2 separate regions of the Mus musculus genome follow, and region 2 is linked to region 1. Evidence: chromatin contacts called from public HiChIP or PLAC-seq data. All regions are on one chromosome and are shown on one strand. Each heading gives the region's core, a stretch centred on a gene start, on an enhancer-like site or on the middle of the called end of the contact. The rest is flanking DNA. Distances are from core to core; before and after follow the strand shown.

Region 1 (5,963 bases), core at 1,561-4,060:
TATAACCAAATGAAATATACCAGCATTAACTCAGGACGGGATTTTATTTCTTCTCGTTCCTGAGCTGCTACAGCAGGAAGGGGGGGGGGGGAAGTGGAGACGATTGAGGAATGCCATGGTGGGGGGAGGGGTACCCAGGTCCCTTAGAGTCATTCCTTGAGCCCCCAATCCCAGGGTTGTCGACTGATTTCCATCTAGTCAAAGAACCTACTTCCAGTACTCAAAGAATGTGCTGGGGGGAAAAAATACTAACTGGACAGCTTCCAAGTTTAAAATATATATACTTCCAGAGAACCAAGAGCCCAGCTGGCACAAGGTCACCTTCCTTGTCCCAAACGGGGAAGCGTCAGCAGTATGGTCCAGCCTGGGGCCACGGGGCCACTTTTCCTGGCTGGGTCATCTTAAGACTCAGAAATCAAGCTGCAAGAAACCATCCAACCTGAACAACCCAGGATACAAGTCACACGTTCCTCCCAGGCTCTGGTGAGGGAGCCCCCAGCTCTGGCCCTGCCCAGACCCACAGTTCCTACCTGTGTTTCACAATAGGTGGAAGTTTCCTCTATGGAGTAGGAGAAAGGAAGAGATACCAGTGAGTGTGAAGGAGGAGTCACTAAGAGGATGGACCAGAAAGGGTCCCTGGCAAAGGGCTAAGAGATGGATGTCCGGAAGACCCTGGACTTTGCACGCTGTGCCAGGGATCACAGGAGAGGCTGAGGCGGGGTTGGAGAGTGGGCAGCTGCACCAGCCTGGGCCTGGCAAGATGCATGCCGCAGCTTCCACAGTCAATCCTCTGAGCTCTGGAACTATGCAGCCTTTTCAAACTCCCTGGAGGAGCATCCCCTCCTCTTTATATCGATTCAGATGAGCCCCCCTCCCTGGGAGCCTGTTTGTGCCAGACACACAGCCATTGTCTTAATGAGTTCACACACACACACACACACCCTTGTATGTTCCCCGTTGGGGGAGCGGTCTTGGTGTTCCTGGTCCCTGTCACCTGGACAGGCCTGTGTCCACCACCCTCACTCACCACCCTTGCAGCTCAAATCTCCTTTTCCATCTCAGTGTGTCCTGAGACCCTAACAAAAGGCGTGCAGACCACCAGGAGTCAGCTGGAACCAAGACTGGGGTGACCTTCCACAGCTCCACAAAAGCCTCCCCACCAAGACTGGGGACAGGGAGCGTCCAGAACCACCCCAATCAGCTCTGAAACCAACGCGGGGAGCCGCACCCAGGCCTCAGCCCCAGGGCAGCCTCTCTCTCCCTTTCTCTCTCCCACCAAGCCTGCAGCCCAGGCGCTTGGATGGAAAGCGAGTTATCTAATGAGAATCGTGTTAACTGGCATTCCGGCGACTATGGGCAAATACGGGGCCGCTGTAAAGCTCACCGTAGCAATTCTCTCCAGGAGAATAACAATAGCACCCGGGTAAGAGCTTCCGTCAGCCCAGCCGCTTGCTCCCCTCTAGTCTGCCGCGTTCTTGTCATCCCTTATGTTACAGAACATCAATCATAAATAAAGACGCTGTCCCCCAGCCTGCCCGGGTCTCATTTACAAACATTAGCAGGGAATACGATTACCATTGGCCTTCGTGCCAGGCCCAATGTGGCTACCCAACTCTCTCTCTCTCTGCCCCCTCCCGGCCCCTGCTCCCCACCTCCAAAGCCACTTTAGCATCCTTTAAACCGTCTAGCATAGGACACAGCCTTGCCCATCTTAGCCGGCCACCAAACTGTAACCTCAACTCGGGCGCGGACTAGGAATTGCATAGCTCCTGCAGTTATTAACTGCATGCCTGAGTGCCCCGATTTTCTCTCCGGCTCGGTGGCTTTGAGGGAGGAGGGGAGCGAGGAGTGGGGACAGAGAAGAGGGGGGCTGGAGCGAGCCACTTATCAGAAGCAACTTAACGAGATCTGCGGACAGATTAAAAAGGGAAAGTGGGTCCCTTTATGTTTTATTTATTTATTTTTTTATCTCCAGACGTGTTGTCACGAATTCTGAGAATGTCACTGGCCAAGCAAAATGCTCTCAGAGCGTGGTTATCCACAAGGCTTCCCCGCCCAGGCCATCGCAGCACCTGCCGCGACTCTGCTCGACTGCAGGGTGCAGGGAGCCTCTGCGGGCGTAATGAGCACCCAAGTGTGTCGCCAAATGGGGTACTGTAACACCGCATCTCCCCCCCTACCCCCCGCCCATCCCAGGGCCTCAGAAAGACGGTCAGCAAACATCCCAACCTGGAGGCACCTGGAGCCCGCGCACCAGGAACATGGAAAAAGTGCTGGGGCTGCCAAGAGTGTCGCCCCTGAGAAGGAGAGGGGAGCGAGGGGGGCCAAGGCAGAGAGAGCAGGGTGCGAGAGCAAGCGAGGTAGAACCGGTAGCCCCAGGGGCGCGGGTGCAAAAGTTCCCAGGGGCTGCAGCCCGCGCACCTGCTCCGCCCCGCGGCAGGTGCGCAAAGTTGCGCGCGCTCGGGCCTGGGGCTCCGGGGCCGCGGGACTGGGATGGAGGGGAAGGGGCGGGGAGGGAGGAGCAGACAGAGAAGGGGAATATCAAGATGATGGAGAGAAAGCAGGAGGAGGGGAAGCGAGGGAAGAAAAGCAAGACCGGAGAGGGGAGGCGGGAGGGGGGGGTCAAGACAGAGGTGGGAAGGACGGAGGCAGAAAGCAGGCGGAGGAAGAGAAAGCAGGCGGAGGGGGTGATAAAAAACCGAGGAGAGAGGGAGAAACAAGACGCAGAGACTAACCCTCAGGGATCGGCCCGGGAGGAGCACCGAGCGTCCTGGCTGCAGCAGCCGGTGGAGGAGGCGGCGGCGGCGGCGGCGGCTGGATGGCTGCGCAGCCGCGTCCCGCTCCCCCGCGTTGCCCGCGCGCTCTCCGTGCTCCCCGCGCTCCTCCCGTTCCCCGCGCTCCTCCCGCCTCGGCGGCTCCCGCGTCCCGGCGGCCGCTCGTGGCGGCAGCGAACAAAGGCGGGCTGGTCTGCTCACCTGCAGCCGCCGCCAGTCCAGGCGCCGTCTTGCGCGCGGCCCCCTGGTCGCCCGTACAGCCCTGGCCGGCCTCGGCCCCCGGGCCCCCCGCGGTCCCCCCTCGGCCGCCATCTTGGGGGCGGGCGCGCGGCCGGGGATGCGGCTGCCGCCAACACCCGGGCTGGACCCCGGGAGCGCGGCCCGGCTCTGCGCGCACGCCGCTCGCACTTGACTTTGGCTCCTTGCAAACTTATCGACAGCGCCGCGCGCGCGGATCAATGCGCAGGGGGGGCGGCGGGAGCGCGGAGGGGCCGCGGGCGACGGGGACCGTAAAGAACAAAGTGAGCTCTCTGCAGTGCGTGCGGCCGCTCTCCTCGCGTGGCCTCGCGCGAGGGGAGCACGGAGCACACACGCGCGACCCTCCGGCCGAGGTCCACCCCCCCCCTCGCAACCCCGCGCGCCACGCGCTCGCTGCGCTGCGGGTGACCGCCGCGAGGGGGCGCCCCGGAGCCGTGGGAAAGTCTCCGGGCGCCCAGCATGGTGCTGTACAGCACCGAAGGAAGTCCTATTGGGGAACCTGTGTGTCTATGCTTTGCGTCTTTACAGTAGGGCTCTGATCGTTATTCTTTAGTGGGCGTAACGCACCCCACAACTTTCCAAAGCAAGTCCCTGGCGTGAAGTGAATGTTGCTGCAGGATGTCCTTAGAGAAACCTTTGCGGAAGCAGCCTTTCCCCAACAGCTGCTTGGATCAGTTGAGGTTCTCCAAGGCCCGCTGTAGCAGCTCCGGACCTCTAACATCACTATGGGGGCTAGGCAGGGTGTCATGTTATCATTACCATGGCCAACGCACATGGACGGACACACACACACACACACACACACGCCCTTTGAGTATAGCGTTTCTGCTTTCTCCTTGATCTTTAACCCAGGGCGGGGAGGTCCCGGCCTTTGCAGTTCCTCAGACCCTGGACCAAAAGGGGGCGTATTTCACATATCCCTCTTCTTTTCTATGAGCCCTCCCAACTTGTTATCCTAAAGAAGGGACTCAGAAACCCATCATGCCTCGGTACCCCCTAAAAAAAACCCTAAAAAAACCTCCAGACCCTGAAGTCACCCTCCTTGCCTGCCCACCTCCCCACACCACACCCTATTGCACATCACCCCCCCCACTTACTTCCCTTCCAAAAGAAGAGGCCTAGTCCCCCCCTCATCTCTGTCAAAAGACTAGCTTTTATGGACGGCCAACCGAAATTATATTCCCTTTTTATGGCTGAGCTTGGACTTCTGACATCACTCTCGGTCTGGGACAATAGATCAATACCGTGGGTTATAAAAAAGATGAAGTTTAGAAGAGTTGTAAAGGAGGGAGAATCATGATGGATATTTTTGATGATTTTCCAATATTTGCGTCTCCCAGCACGTGCTTCAAGGCAATTAAAGTTTTTAATGTAATGTAAATAACTGTTTCTTAAATGCTTCAGGGGAAGGTGTGAGCGCTCCGAGCCATCCGTCGAGCCATTTAAAACCCGCAGTGTGATTTAAAGTAGGATACAGTATTTCTCTTGCTGTCCTCATACATTTTTTTTTTCCGTGTGACGTCTGTGCAAATACATTAACGCAGGAGCTGAAAAGACTCCTCAGACCAAAAGTAGAGCTTTTTCCAGAGAGGAAACGAATCAGGCCGAGTTAGCAATTCCGAGTGGCCCATTTCCCTGCCAGATTAAATTGCACGTGACATGTGGTTTTATTTCCTCTCTCCATAACTCTGCCTTCAAATTACGGCTCTCATTCCGCAAAATGAATTTAGGCAAATTTCATAACTAATGCGTTGTGATTTTTTTTTAAATGACTACATTTTCTTCTTGAATCTCTGTACGGCTTGCAGCCCCCGTGTCTTTGAGTCTGCTCTTTTAAAAACCTGTAATAAAGAATTTGAGAGAGAGAGAGAGAGAGAGAGAGAGAGAGAGAAGAACCTAGCGATTGTGAGACCTTTTCCAAACCCGTTTAACAAACAGAGCTTCAATATATTTTAACATATGTCTGACTCTGCCTCTGTGGGACACACTGCTGGGGTGTGACTTTTGGGGATGCTGTATTGAGAAGGACTTTGTGCCTGTGTGGTATTCCTGCCCAAAGTGCAGAGTCTAAATTTAATTGTGAAGAAATATCATAGGGTCCCAAATGGAGAGGCAGTGGCGGGGGGGGGGGGGCGGCGAGGCGGGGGGGGGGGCGGATCTCCAAAGTTAACGAGTTGATATGTGTGTGTATGTATGTATGTGTGTGTGTGTATGTGTGCATATATATATCAGTGTTACTCAAAACAGGAGGATCAAGCACATATTCCAAGCTGTAGGAAGCCAATGCAATTTGACAAAGCAACAAGAAGGGACAACCAAGGGTTTTCTTTGTCTCCAAAGGCCATCAACTAGACGCAATAGCAAATTTGGACCAAAGTCAACAGATAACAGGTTAACAGTAGCTCTCTGATTTGAATCCTTGCCTTGGGTCCTGTGTAGCAAAATAGCTTTGTTTTTTTGTTTAAAACACACACACACACACACACACACAGACGTGGCTAAGAGGGGAAAAGGGGGGAGAAGCCATGTCTGCGGCTATCTCAAATACAGCGCAAATGAAGACAAGACCTACCTATTCCTCTCTATCCAGAACCTGAGACCTGAACCATTCGCACTGCTAACATTTAAAGATCCTGTCTCTCAAAGCACGTAGTTTACATTTCTTCCAGACATTTCAGGGAATCTGAAATTACGTCAAAATTTTTTAAAAGTCAGAACTATAGACCCACAATCGAGATCAGGTTTCATTTCAGCCGTTTGGAACCACATAAAGAGCCTACCCACAACTTTTCTTCTGTCCTCCAGGAGTCAGGCTGTACCTTTGACCAAGCAGGAAATTGCCACAGCAAACATGCTTACCCAGGAGCAGCGAGAAAATCCAATAATTCAGATTGTTTTAAGTCTGTGATATTTTTAAATGACTTAATACAG
Region 2 (5,963 bases), core at 1,170-3,669, 120 kb before region 1:
AGAGGGGTTGAGGGGATAAAATTCTCACATCCGATTTCAAGAAAGAACAGACACATGTCTGGGCTGATCTTCTCCTCAAGGGAGAGGGAGGAAGTGGGCTGCCCAGACTGGGGGGGGGGGGTCTGGAACCTTGATGTGGGGGAATGGGAGGGACAGGGGCATTGATTGGCAGGAAGGAGCAGGTTCCAGAGCCCTCGCTGTGTCTCCCAGGCCCAGTGGCAGGCAGGGAAGATGAGTGAGCCTGACTTCAAGCCAAATTGCCTCGCCAACAACTGCAAACCACTTCACCTGAGAGATGAGGACTTTTGAGACTGCAGGCATGGAATCTGGGTGGAGGCACTTTCGGGGGTGGGGTGGAGGGGAGGCCCGACTCCAGTCAGAACTGGGGACCACCTCCCTCCCCACAACACTGCCAGAGCCGACAGGCTGGGGCTGTGATTTATCTTGGTGGCTAATTAGCTTCTTTTCTTGTTAGTCACTTATGTCTACAGTTTTCACAATCTAGTTTGAATGGGATGGCGGGGTGGGGATGGGGTGGGTGGGGGTGGGGCGGGGAGCTGCGTTTCTTCCCAGTCAATGCCACGGTGGCAGCGGCAGGCAGGCAGGCAGATGCACTACCTCTGGCACATCTTTCTTAAATTCCCGGCGGAGTTCAATGAAATGTTTAGGAGAAAGTCCGCTTTCCTCCTGTGGCGCAGACAGCTCCGAGGCGACAGAACTAAGCTCCTTCTGCAACGAGAGAGAGAGAGAGAGAGAGAGAGAGAGAGAGAGAGAGAGAGAGAGAGAGACAGAGAGAGAGAGAGACAGAGACAGACAGAGACAGAGAGTGAAAGAGACAGAGAGACAGAGAGAGACAAAGAGAGACAAAGAGAGAGAGAGAGCGATTGATTGATTTGTCTTCTTGTTGCTGTTGAATTTTTGTACAACAGTGCTCTGAACAAGTTTCTGTAACTTACAAGGCTGAGAAATGGCGAGATATTGACTCCTGGCATGCATGAAAAATGAAGAAACAAAAAAACCCAAAACAAAACAAAACAAAAGGATGAAACACAAAAGGTCCCCAGGATCCTGTGGGCTTTTTTCATTTTTGCCCTTAGGCACTGGGCCAGACAAAGTTGAACTGGACGGTTTACCGACATGCCTCTTCATCACTCCCCGCCCCGCACCCCCCCCAGCCCCACCTCTTAAATTTCCAAGGAGCGATGGCATAAGCCTGTCAGTAACTGAAGAAAACATCTCCAAAGCGTGTCAAAATAGCAGCGCGTGGCATATTGTATGGGCACTTTCCCCGCTCGCGGGTGCTGCCGACAGCTTCCATACATCAGCGGCGGGCGCAGCTCCAACTGCCGCTTTCTCCCTTAAAGGCTCATAAATTCGCCTCTTAAGATATAGATGGCTTTTTAATTCCAGCAAATTTTGGAAAAATGAAGGTGCCGAAGAGAAGTACGGTGACCTCGGGTGTACCCCACGGTAAATCACCGAGGGTTCCCAGAACCCTCACCGACTGAAAAGGAACAGACTGGGGGGGAGTGGGGTGTAGGGGAGCTGGCCTGACTGTGTGCGCACTCAGGAATCAGACCAGGGTTTGGCCACACAAGACCAATGATGGAGAGGGAGAGGGGTGTGTGTGTGCGCGCGCGTGTGTGCGAGTGCATCATAGTGGGGCCTGCTGCTGGGACCTATGTGCTTGATCGCCCCTCTTGAAGCTTCCTCCGCTGTCATGGAGGCTTTCGCAGGAGTACAATTCAGCAGGAGTTGTCGTGACTCATTTGCATAATCCAAGGAACGCTCTGTTTGTGTGGCCTGCACTGCTGGCACGGACTTGAACAGGGCTCCCCACCCCCAAGGACAATAACTCCACGAACCCTCCTGCATCTATCACCCGATTATATTTGCAGCAATCAAGACCCATAATTTCCTAAATCCGGTGGTGCAATAAATTCCTGCAATCAGATTTATTAAAAAAAAAAAAATACACCCGCGCGCGCAGATGCGGGGAGCGCATTTCCAGGGTGAGCTCTTTAATCCAACATATGTATGACGAAGTGCGGCGCGTAATGAAAGACCCCATTTGTCACCGCTGATACACATTCGTCTTGCACACACAATGAAACCCTTTCACCATTAGATAATGAAATGAAAGGACCGTTAACCCACTGCAAAGCCTTCTCCCTGTAAAAGACGGCTAGTATCTGAACTTCCTGCTCCAAGGCTATTTACCAGTGTCATAGGCCTGATCCCCCCAAACCTGTGAGGATGGCTCTGGCCCCTGGAACCCTTTTGGGGGGGCAATCTAAGAAGGAATGTCTGTTTCTAGAAAAACAGCTAACTTTTGGTGAAAGTCCCAAGACTGAAGGTGAGTGGGATGGGGGTGGGGGAGGTGAGCAGAGGGGACAGAGGCACCAAAAGACACTGCTTAAAACCTGGGTGGCTCTCTCCAAGGTGCTGAAGCATCAGCATTGGGCAGGGTCACCTCCGCGCTGTCAGCCTGAGGACTAGGAAGGATTTTGAGATGGGTGAGGGATGGGATAGAGAGGGAAAGGAAGAGAAAAGACATTTGCCACAATTTATGCATTCATGGGTATACACACACACACACACACACACACACACACACACCTCCCAAGAACTTGTAAGGCCAGGACAATAAGGCTCTCACATCGTAGGGGAGAAAGAACTGGAACACTGAGGTCCACTGAAGTTTTACTTAGTTTTTAAAGGTGTGTTTTTCTCATCCCAGGACAAAAAAAAATGGGACATGGGATGCACCACGGATTAACTGTGTATCTGACACTGTGAGTTTTATGAGCACTTATTTTTAAATGTTGGAGCCTAGGCTCGCCTGAAACTCCCAAGGTTCCTGCCCTAGCCTCCTGGGATCACGGAGCATGGAGACACCTGCAGGTGTAAGCTCCCCTCTCGGGGACCCTGTACCTCTTCACACAGCCATACTTGCTCGGAACCAGTGTCTGCAGTCTGGATTTTACTTATTTCTTCCACCGGAGGCGGAGGCGGGAGCAAAGGGATTGCAGCACAAGCCAGATGACTAGAGTTCAGACCCTTAGCACTCACCTGAAAGCTAGGTGGGTGTGGTGGCCTACTGATAACCCCACTACATTGGAGGAGAGATGGGGGATTCCCTAGAGCAAGCTGGCTAGGCAGACTATTCAAGTGTGTAAGCCTGGGGGGATCAACGGGAGACTATGTATCAGTAAATGAAGTGGAGAGTAACTGAAAACATATGTAAGGTCACATACATATGAACCTGTATACATAGAAGAATGCCCGCCCCCTCCCACCCATACAGGAAATAGCCATGCAGAGCATATCTAGCTGTCAGTGTGGTATAACCCCAGGGCTGTCCCTCTATCTGTACATCGCTGATTGCTGATGGGTACAGATCTGACTGACGGGGCCTGCTGACCGCACCAAGTCCAAGGGCCAAGGTGGTGAGGCAGGGGACATGACTAGCTCTCAGTTCTGGACCACTGCAAGCCCAGCTCTCCTGCCCACAGTCCTGATGGAGCAGACGCTATCTCTGTCGCAGACAAGAGGACCATGCCCTCCTCAACTCTGCCTCGGTGCATGCGGGATGCTTGCTGCGTTTCTACGGTAAATATGCAGGCGACAACGGCCGTGACAATAATAAATACAATTATGGTAACTACCATTTATGGAGGGCTTGTGTGTCTGTGAGAGGACTCAGCCAGGGGCTAGGAGGTGAATTACAGGCAGCCCTAATCACTGAGGCGGGGGCAGCTCCTTGGTGGGCTCTGGAGGCAAATTTTCTATGCCTGGCTTTTCAGGCTCCCATTCTCCTCCGCTCCCATTCTCCTTCCGCTGAGGATGTTTAGGGGAGACTGTTTTAAATAATTCAAGATCATAATGTACCCTGCCAGGAGTTCAATAAACACTGGCTGATATTCATCTCTTCCTTAGACACACCGGGTGTAGAGGACACCCTGTTATATCCAAATGCTCTAGGTTTTCACAGGTCAGTAAAAATATCATACACACACACACACACACACACACACACACACACACACACACACACAGAGGGACAGGGTGCCAAGCAGAGACATTAAACTGATCCCCTTGTACTCTCAAAGAAAGGGCATTTGAAAATCAACAAACTCTGAGATGGAATGGACAACTGGGCTCTTTTAAACTAAACACACTCAGAAAAGCCCACAGAACTATATTTATTTCAAGAGAACAGAAGACGTCTCCGAAACATAAGCCAGCCACGTTTTCTCAAGTCCGGCTTCAGAGACACCCTGCATCCAGCTAGCGGGCCTCGCCGGCCACACTCCTGCAAGACGTCATGTCCGACTCCAGCCATGATCTAAACAGTCCCAGACTTTGGGCCAGACCCAGGCAGGGAGGAGACACATGCAATTAACCTAACTAGCCATCAACAGCAGACAGACAGCCCGGAGCCCTGTGCAGACCATTCAAGTAATGATTCCTCATAAACGACCCATTTGCAACTAAAAAGAGATAATTTTAATGAGCTGCTGCGAGCAGATGATAGATGCAGCTGAGGTTGGAGCCAGCGAGCAGGGAGAGGAGAAGCTGGGGGGGGGGGGGCGTTGGACCGGCAGGGGCTCTGCCACTGGTCCCTGCTCTCTGGGATTGGTTTGTGCCTCAGCTCTGGGGTAGTCCGGCTCTTCAGCCCTGGGACTTCCTGGGCCTCAGAACATAGGAGCCCCCACCAACTTCATGGGCTGGAGGTTAGAAACATGTCCCATGTTCAACCACAATGCTACTCCACTTAAATTATCATATGTACACACACACGCACACACACACACACACACACACACACACACACACACACACACACACACACACACACACACCAAACTGGCCTCCCACTACACTGACTTTGTAGCCCAGGCCGGCTTAGAACTCTTAACCTCCTTGCTGCCATCTTGCTCACAGCTGGGATTACAGGTGTGTGACCCCACAGATGAACACCCGGGGTTGCCTCTGATTTGACATTTTATTGAGACAGGAAACCATTATGTATTCTAGGCTGGTCTCAAACTTTGGATTCTTCTGCCTCAGTCTCTCTCCCAAGTAGTGAGATTATAATAGGAGTTTGCCGCCGTGTCTGGCCTCATGTGTCACAGCTTGTCTGTCCCTGGTCTTTGGATAGTGACATCCCTCTCCACTACCTGCTACTGGGAAGATGGCTTGGTGGGTAGAGTGCTTGGTAACATACACACACATACATACACAAATACACATACACACATGTGCATGCACAAACACACTCACACATAGACACACATATACTCACACTCTCATAATACCACATACACACATACCACACACATGTATGCACCTATGCGTGCACAAACACACTGACACACATACCTTTCACATACATGCACATAACTATACACAGGCGCGCACTCACACTCTTATACAACACACACACATCACACACATATACACATATCATATACATATACCACACACACACATCACACATACATATCACACACATACACATCACACACATACACATACCATATACACATATGTATACATGCCATATATCATACACACATGTACTCATATTTACATATACATATCACACACACACACACACACACACACACACACACACACACACACACCCCACAAATGAGGGAAGTACTGAGTTCAAATCTCCAGTGACCTGTAGAGAGTGAGATATTAAAGGTATGCACTTCTTTAACACCTCTCCGCCAACATGGGGCAGACAGGTGATGCCTGGGAGTTCATGGCCAGCTTGTCTAGTCAATCAAAGCAACCCTGTCTTATACCATCTGACACAAAACCAATGGAGCTGGAAGATAAAAGCAGCTAGCATCACTGTTCTGACGAAAGGCTGGGGAGCTCGGCAGTGTGCGTCAGCTAACTGACTGGGCCTGCACCCCAGTAAATGCCTGGTGCAGAAGAGGTCTTCA

The links. HiChIP or PLAC-seq counts read pairs in DNA pulled down with a chosen protein or histone mark.
Region 2: a contact with region 1 is called in an H3K4me3 HiChIP or PLAC-seq map of forebrain, with 3 times the contacts expected there. The contact joins the enhancer-like site here to the promoter of Cux2 in region 1. A contact is called at or near these places in 16 of 39 promoter capture datasets (the 3T3-L1 cell line, 3T3-L1-derived adipocytes, the C10 cell line and 11 more), 12 of 484 Hi-C or Micro-C datasets (the G1E-ER4 cell line, the HL-1 cell line, the N1E-115 cell line and 7 more), 23 of 115 datasets of contacts at active chromatin or transcription factors (SST interneurons, T-cell acute lymphoblastic leukemia, craniofacial prominence and 15 more) and 3 of 9 other capture datasets (adipose tissue, liver and pancreatic islet).

The regions. Positions count from the first base shown.
Region 1 is chr5:122,047,041-122,053,003 of GRCm38.p6, forward strand. Cux2 (cut-like homeobox 2) reads right to left here and starts at 2,811. Exons shown (of 23, transcript NM_001312908.1): 1 at 2,736-2,811.
Region 2 is chr5:121,924,187-121,930,149 of GRCm38.p6, forward strand. It overlaps Cux2 (cut-like homeobox 2), which reads right to left. Exons shown (of 23, transcript NM_001312908.1): 3 at 619-729. Among named protein-coding and RNA genes, the nearest start is that of Gm52785, 60 kb to the left of the region's middle. Within about 2 kb of position 2,420, at least 30 of the 459 cell types and tissues checked have an H3K27ac peak or open chromatin away from gene starts, as enhancers often do. A contact at or near this core is called in the N1E-115 cell line, cortical neurons, craniofacial prominence and 2 more, where this site is marked.